Regions from separate parts of the Rattus norvegicus genome. Here region 1 is linked to region 2. Evidence: chromatin contacts called from public Hi-C data. All regions are on one chromosome and are shown on one strand. Each heading gives the region's core, a stretch centred on a gene start, on an enhancer-like site or on the middle of the called end of the contact. The rest is flanking DNA. Distances are from core to core; before and after follow the strand shown. Region 1 has its middle 89 kb from the start of Bcl6. Region 2 has its middle 180 kb from the start of Lppos.

Region 1 (3,210 bases), core at 426-2,925, 160 kb after region 2:
AGGAAGAAAACTGATGGCCTATAGCTGAAGCAGGAAATAGGAGGAGGGATAGCCAAGAAGCAGAAAGGACTCGGGGATAGAGCCAGGCACGAAGATTCACCAGGGAAGATGTGAGGAGATGAATGCAGGCACCTGAGCACAGGTCACCAGTCAAATGGTAGAATGTAGATGAGAATAATCTAAGTTATGATCCAGTCAGAGAAGAGCCTAGCTATATGGCCAGGGTATCTGTAAATATATTTTGAGTCTGAGTCTTATTTCTGGGAGCATGAGCCTGGGAGGAAAAACTAGACCTAACTTCTACAAAGGAAAAAGCCGGGGTGCCTTAGGTGTGTGCAGGAGGCAAAATGGGAGAGCATTTCTCAGCCTGTCAGGAAGGGGTAAGTATTAGGGAAGACCCAGGCAGAGTATAAGAGCGCTGAGTAACAAGAGGCACTGAGCAGTAGGACACACTGGAGATCAGCCGCCCTCCATCAGGCTTCTGTTCCCACAGTCTAGAAGTGCCATTAACAAATCCTTCTTTAGAGGTGGGGACACCAAGGCTCAGAGTGGTCACACAGCTTGCTGAAGCCACATAGCCATCTAACATGACTCTTTTTTTCTGACCCCGGAGCCACATCTAACATACGATCTTCTTGCTCTTTGCCAGAAGTCGACAGCCAGCACCTGTTGTTGGGCACCGAGGGCGGGCTTACCAAAGCACTGGACAGGTGCGGGGAACCGAGAAGGGTGGAAAGGTTAGGAAGGGCCTTGGGGTGTCATGACTCTTGACCCACAGTGGGAAGCATTGACACCTAACTCGTGGGGTGCCGGGGCATCAGCGAAGGATTTTGAACAGGGAAGGAACGCACGCCACAGCTTTGTTTTAGGAAGCTGGGGCAGAGGCGAGCGTGCACCGTTGGCACAGAGAGCATATGGCAGCAGAAAGCAAGGGCGTGGCTTCAGATGGATGACGGGAGCAGATGAGACTCGGAATAGATGTCATTCTCACTACTGCTGTTGCAAATATTTGACCACTGACTAAATGCTTGACCTATGCCGATGTCATCCGATCCTCGCCAGAGCATCCATATCAGATCTCTCCCTCTGACGCTTCTTTCTCGCTGCTCATGACTCTCCATTTCTCTACGCTGAGTACTTTTCCTATTTGGGAACAAGACCTAAGACTCCTCCCTGAATATAAGAGGATCCAGGACTGAGAAAATGTAAGATCAAGGACTCTCAAATCCGTTTATTCTCTTACCCTGACAGCTGAGGAGGCTAAGGCCTGGAGACAATGAGTAGCTTGTTCCATCTAGGAAAGGATGGGAATACTGACCAGACGCAAGAGGGCTTTCTTGCACCAGTGCCAAGAGCCCACACTGGACTCGTAGACCAGGCCAGAGGCCCTGCAGCTGTGATGAGTGCCAGATGGCATCCCCATCACCAGGCTGCAGGGCGCCTGAGGACCCTGTGGTAAGCCATGGCTGGCAGCACCTCCTCCCTCTGGCTCTGTGGGTGCAAAAGGACTGAGTGAAGGGAGGGTATGCTGTGTAGGAATGTTGGTGCCTCAGCACTTAGTAGTGTGCATTACAGCTGCTCAGGGCCATCCCAGCACACAAGCTGAAGAGGCAGCTGCCACCTTCACCTTGTCAGAAACAAAACGACAAAACACGCTAGCCCAGGCAGCCAGCACAGGGAGCACAGAGGCAGTGGAGTCTGCTTGGAAAATGGCAGCATTACCCATAGAAAGAGGGACCAACCATGAGTTAGGAAGCCCCAGCTCACTTATGATTAGGTCCTGCTCTGTCCAACCATGAAGCCGTGAAGAGTCTCTTTAATCTGTTCATGGGATGCTCTTCTTTGCTCTCCTCAGCCTCAAAACAGTGTCTGGGGGTTAGTGTGAGGAGAGGAGAGTTGAGGAAAGAAAAGAAAGGGAGAGAGAGCAGAGGGTGGAGAAGGGAGGGCTGAGGACAGCAGGCCATTTGCAACTCAAAGGGTTCTGCTTATGCCATTGTTGGAATTAGTAACGTTAATGTTGGTGTGGTGATACAATTGTGCCTTTGCAAGGAATTTATTTGAAACCTGTATTGTCTTTGCCACTTCTCTATAAAGCTTAAAATACTTCAATAATGGTGACTCTTCCATTTTCTTTTATTGCCTTCTTGTTCATTCAAGAAGCCTGAGCAGGCACACTTCCCATACCCTAGGTCTGCAGGCCTCCGAAGAACCCGCCTCCTAGCAGGAAGACCTATGTTATTCCACAGCCTAAGCAGGGCAAAGATCTACTCTGCTAAGAGGGCTGAAGTCCTGGCAACAGAAAGCCCTGGTTTGGGTGGTCAGGGACCAAACAGGCCAATGTAGAGCTGTAGTGGAGATGAAATTCCAGTGGCTTTGGTGGAGATCAGGGGCTCACCAAACATATAGCCATAGAGGTGCCTGCCTAGGAGCAAGCCTCGAAGTATATTCGAGAGAGAAGGAAGCTGTGTAGCCATAGCAGTGTCCAATCATGCCAAGGTAGAGGGTCCAGGGGAAAGGAGTGGGGATCAAACCCAAAGAGGCAACATGGAAGCGAGCCTACGGGCTGTGAGAGCATTCAGAGACTTGGGATTTCCCTACAAGAGAAATGGGGCATCAGGGGAGGCCTGAGCAAAGGAATGACATGATCCAGGACATAGCTGAAGAGAGCCTGTGTTCCGCTACTGGATTATTCTTTGAGTTTGGCCAACTGCCTGGTTTCCTTCCCTGACCTCTGGGCTTCTGATTTAGGTTTGAGATTGAGAATTCTAGAATTCTAGAATCACAGAGGAACCCAAAACACCTCAGCTGAAAAGAACTCTGTAACCATGTTTTTAGAGAGAGGATTCTTCGCATCCCCCGTATTTTGTGTGTCTTTTCTAGTCCCATGAAGGCTAAGCTTCCACGGCTGCAGGCTTCTAACTTGTTCAAACGTTTTGTTCCACATGGTGATACCTGAGGCCTTGAAGCTGATTACAGCTCTCTCAGGAAATCAAAAGGACCCTGGGTCCTGATGTTAAACTCAAGTTAGTTGAGCATCAACTTAGGCCTAAGATCAGCAGGGGAAAATGTCTTCCCTGTAGACTCATGGGTTCCGGGTGCCAGCGGTAAGCCAAACTTATATCTACCCCTTTAGCGGGTCAGTGCAGACCTCCCAGCCTATCTCCACTTCCAGTGTGCTCATTCCAGGAAATTATGATCTGCTCTGGGGAC
Region 2 (3,412 bases), core at 663-3,162:
CCTTGTCAATCCTCAGACTCTCTAAAGGGATACCTTCCTTCTTGTTTTACAGATGAGGAGATTGCAGCCACAGGAGATAAAACATCTAGTTGTAAAAAGCAGCAGATATTCAAATCTGTGGCCTGTGCCCATTCTACCACTGGGCTGGGGAGTGGCTGCTGGTCCAGGCTGGCTTCCTAGACAGTTCAGACAAGGAGAATTAATGGTTAGGAATGAGGGCAAGATGAGATAAAGCTTGGAGTGGATGTCATGGAGGGACGAACTGAATGCTACATCTGTCTACTTCTTAAATTCTTCCTGACCCAAGACAAAGTAAAGGCCATCAGTTCTGGAATAGATCTGGGCACAAAATTAAGGTCTCTCTGTAGATGCCAGCCAATCACTGTATTGATAATTACATTCTTATGGAAGCAGTCACCTTTCTGAGGAAGGCATCTATGTGGAATGGCTCTAGATACCTGCTTTACATTTGCAGTGCGTCAAAACTGTAATATATCGAGGAAGCCAATTGGAAAATTCAGGTATAGCTTGGCAATGCATGTCTTATGGCCTGGCGTTATTCCGTGACATTGTTGAGGCTGGTCACAGCTGTCTATAGCATAAGGCATGAAGGTTGGAGGCAGGGGAGGTAGAGTAGCAGTTAAACAGATGCAGAGCTGGGCATGTGGAAAGTGGTGCCTGCTAGGGACTGAGGTCTATGATGACAGCAGGAAGGACAGCTCCAACGCCATTACATTACAGTCAGCGGAAGACTACCTCTTAGCTGGAGGTCGATAAGAAGGCTCAGTTCTGGGAAGAACCTGAATGCCCTCCCAGGAGGTTTTGTCTCTTCTGTTTATAATCTTTGCTTTTCCGTGTTTTGCATGTAGAGTTTCAGCAGTTCAAGATTAATTTCCTCTTGTGTAAAAAGAAAACCCAGTGGAGACTTGGGTGGTAGTATCAAGTTGGGATGGCAGACGCTCTTCCTCACCCACCATCCTAGGCTATGGAAGACAAACCTTGTTGTCATTCTCCATAACCCTCTGATCATGTGATACTCATGACCAAAATTTGTGCAGGTTATGTCGTGTGGGGATTTAATTCCCCGCACTCCCTCAGACTGTGGATGCTGGGTAGTGTCCTCATTTTAAATAAGTGTCAGGGGAAAGGTGTGAATCTCTGATGCTCTTCAAAGCCTGAACCTATATTGTTAAAGCTCATGAAATTGATTATGTTTTAAAATTTGAGACTGAGGGTAGCAGAGATGGCTCAAAGGTTAAGAGCACTTGTGATTCCAAAAGCTCCAATTTCAATTCCCAGCACCCACGTGGTAACTCACAACTGTCTGAAACTCCAGTTCCAGTGGCTCTATGGCCCTCTTCTGGCCTCTTTGGGCATCATGAATGCACATGAATGCATAGAGACACATATGTGGGTGAAACACATGTAACCTGAAAGTAATAAATATAAAAAAAATTCAAATAAAAATTGAGGCTGAATGTTGGTGATCCTTCAGCTACTGAAAATGTCCCAGAAATAAACATGACCCTCTGGCTACCGAGAATGAACCGGAAGTAAACAGAAGTTGCTATTCCTGAGGACAGAAGAATTAACCAGCTATAGCTGAGTTGTGGAACACTGCCTCCTGTGGCACAGATTGGAAAGGAACTCTCCAAAACAGAGGCCAAGGTTGTCAACACAGCAGGAGTGATTTGAGTATTCCCTTTAGAGAGTGACCACTCAGAGGGAGAGCCTTAGAGGGACCACCTAGTTGGCAAGCATCCTGAGGCATGAGGCAGCATGCTTCTGTTGAACTCCGAGTTTCATTCTAAGATGGCTCTCCCTAGTGACTGTATTTACCACTCACAGCTTACCATCTTGGCCCACAGCTGAAATGTTGGCAGAGCAAATGGTGCTGCGGTGGAGAAGCCAATGCTTGCTCATGCTTCCACCACTGGCTGAGCAGGTGGCTTCAGGAGTATCCCTTACTCTCCCCAGGGGCCCTGTCTAGTGAGCAGGTTTATTCTTCCAGTTTTTCCTTTAGCCAGCGAGGAGAATGCTAACAACTTGGAAATCTTGTTGAGCCTTGAAAGAATTCGAAAGCCTCGTTAGAGCTGGGAAAAAAATGTTTAATCTCATAGGTAGCAATGTGCTGTCTAGTCAGAAATTCCTAAAAGACTCAAGGTTGGGAGTACTAAGAAGGAGCCCCAGAAAGCATAGGAAACACAGCATGAACTTGGCATGGAGCCTTGTAGGCACCCTCCACATACTTTGGCTTCACCTGCCACTGGGGGTGATTAATACAAGGCCTACCACTCCTCTGGGCTTCCTGCCCTGCTGCTCCGGGTAGGACCTCTCCCAGCTTCATCCTTACTGGCCGCCTCCTCATTTTCTGTCTGGAACAACTGTGCATAATCCTTCTCTCCTTCCTGCCCCTGCCCAGAACTCCCACCTGCCCTTTCTGATTCAGTGCCAGCAGCTGGTCACTGAGCGAAGCCAAATGTGCTGAACAGATGTGTGCGACATTGGCTGGCACACTCAAGGAGGCTGTCAGCCTAGCCTAGGCCCAGGGAGGGCTTCCTATCAACTGGCTGATAGGGGCCATGTCAGAGGAAGGGCTGATGCTACAAGTAACTTGTGTCCCCTGGTCCTTCTTCCTGGCTTGCCATTCTTTCTTCCTCTTCCTCTTCCTCTTCCTCTTCCTCTTCCTCTTCCTCCTCCTCCTCTTCCTCCTCCTCCTCCTCCTCCTCCTCCTCCTCCTCTTCTTCTTCTTCTTCTTCTTCTTCTTCTTCTTCTTCTTCTTCTTCTTCTTCTTCTTCTTCTTCTTCTTCTTCTTCTTCCTCCTCTTCCTTCTCCTCCTTCTCCTTCTTCTCCTCCTTCTCCTCTCTCTCTCTCTATATATATATGTGTGTGTGTGTGTTATGATATATATAATATATAATAAATGATTTATTTATTTAATGTATATGAGTGCACTGTTGCTCTCTTCAGACACACCAGAAGAGGGCATCAGATCCCATTACAGATGGTTGTGTGCCACCATGTGGCTGTTGGGAATCGAACCCAGGACCTCTGGAAGAGCAGCCAGCGCTCTCAACCAGTGAGCCATCTCTCCAGCCCACCCCCACTCTCTTTTTTACTTCTTATTTTCATTCTATTTCTTTCTGACTCTTCCTCCTTAACCAAGCTCCTGAGCATGTTCTGGACGCCATTTTTAAAATGCAAAATGTAACACTTCGAAAGCATATTTCGAACTTGGTCCTTCCAGATGTATAAAAGACATTAACAATAAGCCAGAATAGATAGAGCTGGTCTTCAGCATGGCTCCCAGCCAACCTAGGATCTTAATGATATCCTTTCTTTCGTATCTTAGTCCCGGGCAAGCAAGAGTCATGGTGGTTCCCAAAAGCAGGCACCTTTGCAAGTGATCATG

Evidence for each region. Hi-C and Micro-C count contacts between places; a contact is called where the count stands out from the background.
Region 1: a Hi-C map of psoas muscle shows a contact between it and region 2, with 1.6 times the contacts expected there. The contact joins two enhancer-like sites. A contact is called at or near these places in 2 of 12 Hi-C or Micro-C datasets (hepatocytes and psoas muscle) and 1 of 1 datasets of contacts at active chromatin or transcription factors (oligodendrocytes).

The regions. Positions count from the first base shown.
Region 1 is chr11:90,268,321-90,271,530 of GRCr8, forward strand. No RefSeq gene overlaps it. Among named protein-coding and RNA genes, the nearest start is that of Bcl6, 89 kb to the right of the region's middle. Within about 2 kb of position 1,676, at least 14 of the 93 cell types and tissues checked have an H3K27ac peak or open chromatin away from gene starts, as enhancers often do.
Region 2 is chr11:90,103,624-90,107,035 of GRCr8, forward strand. No RefSeq gene overlaps it. Among named protein-coding and RNA genes, the nearest start is that of Lppos, 180 kb to the left of the region's middle. Within about 2 kb of position 1,913, at least 4 of the 93 cell types and tissues checked have an H3K27ac peak or open chromatin away from gene starts, as enhancers often do.